3 separate regions of the Mus musculus genome follow, and regions 2 and 3 are each linked to region 1. A link is a contact called in public HiChIP or PLAC-seq data. All regions are on one chromosome and are shown on one strand. Each heading gives the region's core, a stretch centred on a gene start, on an enhancer-like site or on the middle of the called end of the contact. The rest is flanking DNA. Distances are from core to core; before and after follow the strand shown.

Region 1 (3,609 bases), core at 667-3,166:
TTTTAATTTATATTAAGAGTTCAATGACATCAGTGGTGGTGAAGTACCTTCACAGAGGTGAAACATGTATTTACTATTGGTCATTTATTGATTCATTTCACTAAGGTTTTTACCATGTGCCCTAGACCATTCTGAAATTTAATATCTTTTGTCCAAGTACTGGGATTATAGAATTTCAGTGTTGACGGTGGAGAGATGGCTCAGTAGTTAAGAGTGCTTGTTCTTGTCAAGTTCCTAGCACCCAAATCAGGCCACTCACAGCTCCAGGGCATCTGTCCTATGGAGCACTGGAACACAAGTAGCACACTCAGAGGGGTGGGGAGGGAGGGAGAGAGAATCTTACACTTGATTAAAAAGGAAAGAGCGGCTGTGTGTTCTGGTAGAAGGTCAGTCACTTAAATGACTGAGGGCCGAATTAATGATTTCATCCATCCATCCATCCATCCATCCATCCATCCATCTCTGCCCCAACGCGCTTAGCTTAGCTGAGCTGGCTCCAGGGGACATCCTGGTGATAGATGATAAGTTACCATCCATGGAGCGAAGCTTTGACTTTGCTTTCCCTGTCTTTATGTTTGCTGCATAGAAGGGGAAGCCTCAGTCACCACTTGGCTGGTGTGAATGTATACACAAGTCGGATAGTTTGAGGAACTGTGCAGAGGGAAGGCAGTTCATGAAACCTACCGTGATTCGTGGGATGAGGGTTAGATCAAGATCTTTTTCTTCTAGACTAGGAACCCAACCTCCCATCCATGTCAGACAGTACAAAGATTATGTTATATTGTGCACCTACTGTGTGCCCAGAATCTGGACCTCCACCCCCATCTCAGAACCAACTCTTTGCATATGAGATTGGCCTAGAGGCAATTCAACCCCGGGCTACGGGCCTAGTAGCCTCTCCTTGGTTTAGAGCAAATCTCGGAAGCTGTAACTGCAAAAAGGACCGGAGCGTCGCGGTTCTTGCCCGTAGAGGGAAAGGCGCCATGGGGACCAGGGGCCGGTCCGCAACCGGAGGCGGGATGTAGTGGGAGCCACAGCTGTCAGTGTCGCACCCAGGGACTGCGCCCCCGCGGGGCCAACCGGGCGCCAGGGTGGAGAGGAGGGGCGGCGAGGGGCGGGGCACGTGGGGCGGGACGGAGGAGGGGCGGTGGCACCGGCTGGCGGCTCCGGCTGGGCGCGCCGAGAAGTCCCGCTCCGAGAGCCGCGAGCGCCAGGAGTAAGGCGCGCTCGGTACAATCCGGGCAGCGAAGTCCAGAGCGCGAGAGCAAGGGTGGGAGAAAGGGGTGTCCTCGCGTCACTACCAGGGACCCCCCTTCTCTCCCTCAATCCAGCCCCGGGTAGCCGGTGGCGCTGGCGGCGGGCCGCCTGATGGAGTTCACTTGAGCCAGGAACAGGCGGGAGAGGCAGGCCGGAGCGGAGCTAGTCCTGCGCGCCCCGTAGCAGCTTCAACCACAGCTTTCCACACCGCAGGCGGGCAACACCCGCGGCAGATTGCGACTCCCGGAGCGTGTCGGTGCCACGCCGCAGCGGGCCCAGGACCCATCAGATCAGCCCGCGGCGGTGCCGTACCGGCGGCACCCGCTGTTGGGGAGCCCGAGGCGGCCGCCGGGGAGCTGCTTTCGCCTCTGCCGCCGTACGCCCTCCTCCTCCTCCTCCTCCTCCCTCTCCCTCCTCCCTCCCTCCGCACATGGTCTCCTTTGTCCTGTCGCCGCCGCAGCCGCCTCGTTCTTAGCTCCGCGCGCCGCGGCAGCGGCTCCCGGGCCGCTGCTCTTCAGCCCTGCCAGGTCCCCAGGGCGCACCAAGTTGAGCCTCTGGTTTAAGCCAGCCGGTTCCCCGCGCGCCCCGCAGGAGCAACCAGGAGAGCGCGCGGGCCGGGCCCCCTCCCCATCTCCCCGCCACCCGCCCGGGACTTGGCTGCGTTGGATGTGCGCGCGCGGCGTTGACTCCTGGCTGCCGTGGAGGAGCCGGGTGCTGCTGCTGCTGGCTCTGCTGCCGTTTAGGATCCGGTTCGGATTTGGTTCGCGTGCCTCAGCTTTGAGACTTTGGAGAGGAATTAGCAAAACACACAGACTTGTGGACCTAGCCGGGCCGGCTGGAGTTGGGCGTTTTCTCTGCCTTGGGTTTTGGTTGCTCTCTCCCGGTGGTGTGTGGTGATCCACCCGGAGAGAACCTGACGGAGGACTCAAACCATGAACTTGGGGTTGACAAGACCGCCGAACCCCTGGCGACCAGGTAATGTTGCCCCACCACCACCACCGTTGGGGGGATGGGGTGGGGTGGCTGGCTCGCCTGCGGTCCGCGGTTTCGGGGGAGGAGGCAGGGGTCGAGGGGTCTTTTGTTGCGGCCGCAGCCGGGCCAGGGTGGTAACGGAGGCGGGCTGCTGGCGTCTGGCGGGCCTGGCCTTCCTCCCCCACCCCTCCCCCGCTCCCCTTTGTACTTTCCTAGCTCCCTGAGCTGGCTGGGCTCGGCCGGTGAGCCGTGAGTGCCTGCCGGGGGAGGCCCTAGCCAACAGAGGCGATCCCACCTCCGGGAGTGAACCCATAGCTCCCAAGGGAGATCCGCTGGACTCCTAGGCTGGGAATGCCCGCACCGGCTCGGGCTAGGAAGGGCTCCTTGGAGCGGCGCTGCCTGCTGACGGGTCACTGTCCTTGGGCTGAGCTCCGGGTCCCCGCCCTCCCGCTTGTGCGCACGCGGAGCCCGGGGAAGCAAAGGAGAGCTAGCTGGTGCAGGAACTCACCCGCGCCTAAGTTTCTAAGAGAATTGTCTTTGCACCTTCTTCCTGCGGGTGCCGTTTTGGAGAGCTACCTTAGCGAATTGAGTTTTAAGGGGTTCCGGGTACAGCTTCAAACATCTGGGACCCACCCGTGCGCACGGGAATTTTTTATTTCTTTATTTTTATTTGTTTTAACCAAACTGCTTTACCCAACTTTTCCTTCTACGCCAGCTACAGCTTCTAGACCATAAAAAGTATTGACATAAAAGGCAAATAGTACCCACCCTGCCGTAAAATGCCCCAAAGAGCATGTTTGTCTGGGAATTTTAGGTTGTGCTTCTAAGTGTATATAAAACTCATCAAAGCCAATCGAGGTGAGGAAATGAAATAGCAACTGATATTAAATTCTGTGCGGCTAAAGGTAATGGTTGCTGGAGAGAAGCGGGAAGGCATCCATGCGTCTGCCACTAGATCCACCGCACCTGCAGTCCTCATTGCTAATTTAAAAAGAAAAAAAATTAGGGAAATGAACCAAGTTATAGAAAGAAATGCACTTTTTTCTTCTAAAAGCAACGAAATGAAAATGTCCCCACGATTAAGGCGCCCAGCGATATGTACAAACGATTTTTTAAAAATACGTGTGTATGTGGAGGGTATATGAAGAGATGAAGGGAAAACTTGCAGGAATCAGTGATCCCCTCCACCTTTAAGTGAGTATGGAGGATCCAACTGAGGTTGTTGCATTTGGCAACAAACCTATTTACCTGCTGAGCCATCACGCCCACCCTGTATGGATGATTTTTCAGTCTTGTTGAGTGAAGGAAAATTACTTGAGGACCGTTGAAGCAGCTACATGGAATCTGCACCTATCAAGGCTTTGCCTGGGAGACTTACTT
Region 2 (3,609 bases), core at 589-3,088, 2.6 Mb before region 1:
CCATGATGCTGAATCGGCCCGGAGGTCAGAGGACAACTTGCAGGTGTCTGTTCTCTCCTTCGGCCCCCACGTGGTGGTCCTGCCTGGGATTTGGGCTTGGCGGCACACACCTATGCCCTAAAGCCATCCTGTTTGTCCCCCATGTATCCCCTTATCTCATTGGAGGATTTTGCTTTATGAAACAGTGCTACATCCTGGCAAAGCGGTAAGAACGCAGCGATGCCACACTTCACAGACTAGGTGTGTAACATATCCTTGAGCTTGTCTTGGGATTAAGTACACATTGGATGAAGTATGGGGCTTCAGATGGACCTCAGTTGACAGTGTGTTTCTAGCATGCAGGATGCTCTGGGTTCCATCCCAGGACTGTGTAAACTTGGCATAGTGGTGAACACTGGAGATAGGCAAAAAGGTCAAGAGTTCAAGGCCATCCTTGGGTACATAATGAATTCAAGCTCAGCCTGGGCTACATGAGACCCATCTGAAGGAAAACTAATTAGTACGTTCCTGTTTATCAAGAAATACACACTAAGGATGAGCAAAGGGAGTTCGGGGGGAAGGATCCACTCTGTATTAGGGGATAACTTTTAGGAAGCCCTGCCATGGACTGTAGTCTTTATTTCAGGGACTGAATTTCTCTGTGTAGCCTTCATGCTGGAATTGAGATCTAAAGGAAGTAAGAAGGGCCCCTGGAAGCCAGGTGTAGTTTAATCAGGGTTGAACCTGGCACACTGGCATGGGTCTGTAATCCCATCACTTGGGAGGCTGGGGTAGGAGAACTGTAGTGAGGTAGAGGCTAGCCTGGGTTACAGAGTGAGACCCTGTCTTAGAAAAATATTCAATTAGAGGGCTGGAGAGAGGGCTCAAGAGTTAAGAACACTGTGCAACAACAATGACAAACAAAACAAAATACTGTTTACTCTTCCAGAGGACCAGAGTTCTAATTCTAGCATTCACATGGGGGTGTGTGGGAGTGGGGTATCAACTGTAACTGCAGTTCTAGAGAATCTAACACCCTCTTCTGAGGCCTCCACAGACACTATACACGCAGGGTACACAGATATACATGCAGGTAAAGTACCCATATGCATGAAATAAAACCGCCTAAAATAAACTAAATCAACCAATCAGTGCTGGGTATGGTGGCACACACCATTCAGGAGGCAGGGGCAGGTTTGAGTTATCCTGGTCTACAGGAACAAAGCAAGTTCCAGGCCAGTTAGGGCTAAATAATGAGATTCTGTCACAAACAAACAAACAAACAAACCATATATATTAATAGGTTTTCTTTCTTCTAGGGTGGTTTGCAATTTGCAGCAATATTCCTGCCTCAGCCTAAAGTTGGGGTTACAGGTGTGAACCACTGTGCCCAGCTACCTTCCCCAGTTTTGCTTCCATGAGATAAGCATCTAGGATGTTCCCTCTGTCTCCTTTCAGTATTTATACAAAACACTTCTTGGAATTGGGAGAGTAGTCTGTGTTAACCTATACCCTAAGGATGTGTGAGGACCTGGGTTCAATTCCCAGCTCCACCTAAGTAACTCCACACCAAAACTAACACACACACACACACACACACACACACACACACACACACAGAATTTAAAAAGGGGCAGTAAGAATCATAGAACACTTCACAGACATCTTCAAATAATAGCTTGACACTCATTTAAGTCCCCTACTCATGGATAGACGGTGAAGCCATAGCCTTCTCAAGTCTTTGCTTTCCTGGAGTAGTAATCATCTGCCAATAGTAAACATGGTTGTCTTTCCCTTAGCGCGTCGCCTTCAGCCAGTAGTAAGCATGGCCGTATCTACTTCCGCCAGGCTAGAGGTCAAGGGTGACACAAGATGGCGGCGCCCATAAGCGGTTGAGGCGTGACGCGGAGGATGTTGGCGGCGGCCCGGGCTCTGCGGGGGCCGCGGCCGAGGTGGCCGACACCGGCTCGCGAGCACTGGACACCGGCCGGCCGTTCGCGGAGCCGGCGAGAAGCGGCCGAGGCCGAGGCGGACGTTCCGGTGTTTCAGTACGTGGGCGAGCGCGCGGCTCGCGCCGATCGCGTCTTCGTCTGGGGCTTCAGCTTCTCCGGGGCGCTCGGGGTGCCCAGCTTCGTGGTGCCGTCCTCGGGGCCTGGACCGCGCGCCGGCCTGCGGCCCCGACGCAGGATCCAGCCGGTCCCCTACCGCCTGGAGCTGGATCATAAGGTGGGGGCAGTGGCATCCTCGCTGGCATCTCTTAGGGAACTTTCTTCCCCGCGTGGCCGGATTTCCGGGAGCAATGACCTCCGAGATCCCGGGATCTGCAGAGGGAGGCATGAGGGGTGGCTGCCGAGAAGTCTGTTTCTCCCAGTGCTCCGTCCTTCACTGCTGAGCCTGTTTATCACGTCTGTGGATCTTGGGGTCTCGTTCAGCATTTTTAGCAGTTTGCTTGTGGCTCGAGAGAGTTTGGTGTCTTCCCTTACTTTCTTGCCCATTGGCGTAGCTTGACAATCGCACCAAGGATTCTGCCCTTAGATCATTCGCTCAGGCCCCCCCCCCCCCCAAAAGGCCGGAGCTGTCACCTCCCAGTTACAGAGGATGAAAGGGAGTAGCAGAGAGGTCAAGTAAGGTCCAGGGCCCCACAGCTGGGTGTAAATGGTGGTATTTGTAACTTAGACTAGACAGCTCCCTTGAGGGACGGGACATTCCACAGGTCGGAGGTGTGTCGGCTAGAGTCAGTGATGGGCAGCCGGAAAAGGAGATGCTCATCTGAGCGGTTAGAGGGGAAATAGGAGGTTGCCCATGGAGCTTCTAAGGTGGCTCACGCCTTTAATCCCAGCACTTGGAGGCGGAGGCAGGCTAATTTCTGAGTTCGAGGCCAGCCTGGTCTACAGAGTTCCAGGACAGCCAGGGGTACACAGAGAAACCCTGTCAAAAAGGGGGGGCGGGGAAGAGGCTCACTTTTCAAAAGGGCTCAGCCCGGCAGCCGTGGTGGCTCACATCTGTAGTCCCAGGACTTGGACTGGACGGTTGAGACAAGAGGATTGCCACAAGTTGTACTCTAGCTTGGGCTACACAGTGAGACCCTGTCTTTACCCTCGAAATGCTGTTATTATAGCCGTGTGCAACCGTTTCTGGTTTAAGTGGTGCTGGGGACGGGGAACCCAAGGGTTTTTGCCCTACAAGCACTGTGTCCACTGAGCTACTTTCTCCCTCCCAGTTCTCTTTTCTATACAGAGGTCTTTTTGCTTCTAGCTACCTGGTTGTGTTAACATCTTTAGTTGGAAACAAACAAACAAGCACCCACTCACCCTTTCTTTTGGTAGCAATAAAAAGTATTTATTTATACTTTATAGAAGTGTGGTTTGTGATGGTGGGAGTCAAACCCAGGATTGTGTCACATTGTTAAAGGCAAGTGTTCTACCACTGAGCTATACTGCCAAGCCCTACAGTTTTTTAATTTATTTTTTCTGATGTGTGTATCTTCTACTTTGCAACTTTGCTGCAGTTGTTAAGTGGGTCTATACATTAAAAATATTTTTTATGCCTATGGCATTTTGCCTGCCTGCAACATGTCTGTATCATTTGTGTGCCTGGAGCCCATGGGGGCCAGAAGAGGCTGTGAGAGCC
Region 3 (3,609 bases), core at 659-3,158, 2.3 Mb before region 1:
ACTCCTCCTGGTAACATCCTCCCTACACAAGAGGCAGACTGAAAATTTGATTAATCTAAACATTTTGTGAGGTGTCAAGAGAGGTTTCTGGCCTGATGCTTCATGGTCACCTGAATGGGCAGACCAACTGAGGACCAGAAAGGAAAAAAAAATATCATCAGTCACAATTTGCTCTTGAGAGGTTGCCTCTGGGGCTTGCAGCTGAGCCGCTTTCCAAGCTGGGGATTTTAAACTGAGAGGGGGAAAAGACTTCTTAAAAGTTGCAAGGCTCTGCATCCTGCTGGAAAGTCATCCCTGGCATTGGATACCAGTTCATGGCTATGACTGTTGGAGATGCTCGACCTGTGCTGCTTATCGCTGTGGTCACTGAAGAAACTCGGTAACAGGGACCATGTGCTCATTCTGGCTAAATCGCAGCCACGGTTTGTGGGTGTTAAGAGTCACATTCATTCATTCACTCATTCATTCATTCATTCATTCATTTATTCAGTATGGGTACATCTTTGTGTGCATCTATGTGCATGTGGGGAGGCAGGATTGGTCTCTACTGCTCTCTACTTTATTTTAAATTACATAATCTTTGGTGACTTCATGTGTGAATATAATATATTTAGATGCTATTCAATGCCTCCCCCCCAACTCCTTCCACATCTCTTTCCCAACTTTATTTCTTTTTTCTCTTTCTCCTCCACCTCCTTCTTCTTTTTCTCTTTCTCCTCCTTCTCTGTTGCTGGCACTGCCTCTTCTTCCTCCTCCCCCTCCTCCTCTTGTTCCTCCTTCTCTTCCTCCTCAACACGCTGTGTACAATTAGTGTCCTCTGTGTGCTCACCGGTCCAGGGCCATCTAGTGGGAGCAGGAACAAGCTACCATGGGTCACATTGCTGAAAAATAAAACCCCTGACTCGCCCTTCAGCCTTTACCTGTATGAAGCTTCTTAGTTAGAGGTGAGAGCTCATGAGTGCCTCCTCTGCTCCCACTAGAATGTTGACTGACTTGGTCATGTTTAGGTCTTGTGTAGGCAACCACAGCTGCTATGACGTAGCTAGGGGAATCCCAGAGACTCCTCAAGTCATATGGACTACAGCCGCTGCACGTAATCACCCATCACATCCAGATAGTAAGACCCTCCTGCTGAAGACACCACCTGGGGAAAGCAACCCGAAAAACTCTTGCACTTGAATTTTTTAGATAGGGTCTCTCACTGGACCTAGACCTTGCCAGTTCTGCCAGACTGTCTGGATAAAAGGCCTGAGGAATTCTCTTGATCTGATTTGTTTCCTCAGTGTTTGCTGCTACACTCAGCTGTGTGTGTGTGTGTGTGTGTGTGTGTGTGTGTGTGTGTGTGTGTGTGTGCACGCATGATCCCCCATCTCTGCCTTCTGTGCTGGGGTTATAGGTACTCACTAGTGTGTGGCCATGCCTGGACTTTCCCATGGATGCAAAATTCAAGGACCCGAACTTAAGTTCTTATACTTACACAGCAAGCATTTTTACCCATTAAGCCATCTCTGCGGCCCTGCATCTAGCTTTGCACATGGGTTTTGGGAATCTAAATAAAGACCCTTTTGTTTTAGTGGTGAACACTTGACCACTGAGCCATCTCTTTAGCTCACTTTTGAGAAGGTGTTAAGTAGGATACTACATTTGGAAAGAACCTGAGAGACCATTTGATCCAGCTACCAGCTTTTCATATAAAAGGACAAATTCATCTGGATTCAACCTGTGCTTGCCTACCCTTGGTGATCTCACTACCCTATGGGAGCAGCCATGGCCTGATTTCTGAAAAGAAGCTTTGTATATTGAGCTATAATCTGCTTCCCCCTCCCCCATGCCTAAGGCCAAAGAAGCTCTCCTTAGAGATCACAGTTGCCCCTTTCCGGATGCTGGCTCCTGCCTAGCTGGATTGCCAGTACTGCTCCTTGCCCATGAAGCAGTTAATTTGGGGGAGATAATTCAGAACATGTGCTCATTACTGGGTCTTAGAGGCTAAAAGAAAAATTTGGCGCCTCTGCTGTACAGATGGTGTTTGTTCTGTCCCTGGGAGTCTCACGCTGTAGATCTTAATTAATGAATTAATGAAATTTTTCAGTCAAGTGGTCCTAAGGAGCTTTTATTTTTGAAAACTCCCCTTCTGCTGAAACACGTGTTTCTCTGCTTTCCCTCCAAGCCTCTAATTAACCGGCAAGGGAAGGTCAAAGACATTGGTTGTAGACGTGCTGAAAAGGGCATGGATTCTTAAAGGGAAGTTACACTTGGAGACTAAAGACACCACCATGGAATTCCAACAGGACTTTTAACTAGGATCAGAAATGATAGTTACATAATATGTTTGGTCCCTTCATGGAGACAGTTACCTTGTCCTGGGATTTTTTTTCTGATATGCTTTGGGAGTAGTCACCCATTTTTTTATTTGCTTTTTTTCTTAGTGTTAGGATTGAATACTAGGCTTTGTACATGTTAGGTAGGTGCTCTACCATTGAGCTGCGCCCCCAGCATCTCACTGGAGGATTCTATGCAGGTGTTCTACCACTGAGCCACACCCCCAGCCCCTCCCTGGGGGATTCTAGGCAGGGGCTCTACCACTGAGCCACGCCCCCAGCCCCTCACTGGGGGATTCTAGGCAGGGGCTCTACCACTGAGCCACGCCCCCAGCCCTCACTGGGGGATTCTAGGCAGGGGCTCTACCACTGAGCCACACCCCCAGACCCTCACTGGGGGATTCTAGGCAGGTGCTCCACCACTGAACCACATCCCAAGCCCTTTGACTATTCATTTTTTTACTGGGAGAAAGAGAGATATTCCTATAGTAGAATGAATGGGCACACACTGCTGAATGCAGCAGACCTGAGTTCTGTTCATTGGCTACCAGTTTCTAGCTGTGACAACCTGGATAAGTCACTATAGCACTGTGAGTACATTTTATCTTACTAGACACAATTGGTATAAATGTTCCAAGTGCATAGGGTTGGTAATGGTTATTCTTTACTGTCAACCTAACTAGATTTAGAGTGACCAAGAGATTGAAGCACACTTTCAGGAGTGGCCGTGAGGGTGTTTAAAGAGGATCGGGGCAATGTCATGGCAATGGGTAATGCTCTTGCATAGCAGGAATAGGGACCTAAATTTGAGTATCTAGCACCTATGTAAGCAGCTGGGAATGGCTCTATGTACCTGTAGCCCCAGCTCCAGATTCAGCAAGAGACCCTGTCTGAGGAAAGAAGGGAAGAGACACTTGATATCTTCCTATGGTCTCTGTGTGCATGCACCCATGCACATGTGTGCACATAACACACACACACACACACACACACACACACACACACACATACACACACACACACACTAATGAGGATTGATTGAGGACAAGGGAAAAGGAGGAAGTGAGCCAAACATTAGAATTCCCCTCTCTAGGTGCTTTCTGTTTCAAGTTTATGTGAGGAGTCCTAGCTGCATAGACTACTGCCTTGCTTTTCCATCTAAAACCAAGAGCCAAAATAAACCCTTCCTTGCTGAAGTTACTTTCATCAGGTATTTTTGCCACCGTGATTGAGACAGGAAGAAAACAGGGTTGTTCTAAAGCAAACTTAGTTAATGAAGTCAGAGACTCAT

The links. HiChIP or PLAC-seq counts read pairs in DNA pulled down with a chosen protein or histone mark.
Region 2: an H3K4me3 HiChIP or PLAC-seq map of embryonic forebrain shows a contact between it and region 1, with 3 times the contacts expected there. The contact joins the promoter of Rcc1l here to the enhancer-like site in region 1. A contact is called at or near these places in 5 of 39 promoter capture datasets (cranial neural crest, embryonic stem cells, hippocampal neurons and 2 more) and 3 of 115 datasets of contacts at active chromatin or transcription factors (astrocytes, embryonic forebrain and embryonic stem cells).
Region 3: an H3K4me3 HiChIP or PLAC-seq map of embryonic limb bud shows a contact between it and region 1, with 9 times the contacts expected there. The contact joins two enhancer-like sites. A contact is called at or near these places in 8 of 115 datasets of contacts at active chromatin or transcription factors (craniofacial prominence, embryonic forebrain, embryonic limb bud and 5 more).

The regions. Positions count from the first base shown.
Region 1 is chr5:131,536,283-131,539,891 of GRCm38.p6, reverse strand. The region is part of intron 5 of Auts2 (autism susceptibility candidate 2); the gene reads left to right. Among named protein-coding and RNA genes, the nearest start is that of Gm29681, 120 kb to the right of the region's middle. Within about 2 kb of position 1,916, at least 172 of the 459 cell types and tissues checked have an H3K27ac peak or open chromatin away from gene starts, as enhancers often do. A contact at or near this core is called in embryonic forebrain, embryonic limb bud, embryonic stem cells and 1 more, where this site is marked.
Region 2 is chr5:134,174,996-134,178,604 of GRCm38.p6, reverse strand. It overlaps Rcc1l (reculator of chromosome condensation 1 like), which reads left to right and starts at 1,838. Exons shown (of 11, transcript NM_033572.2): 1 at 1,838-2,205. The coding sequence starts at 1,891.
Region 3 is chr5:133,819,785-133,823,393 of GRCm38.p6, reverse strand. No RefSeq gene overlaps it. Among named protein-coding and RNA genes, the nearest start is that of Gm36667, 220 kb to the right of the region's middle. Within about 2 kb of position 1,908, at least 18 of the 459 cell types and tissues checked have an H3K27ac peak or open chromatin away from gene starts, as enhancers often do. A contact at or near this core is called in embryonic limb bud, where this site is marked.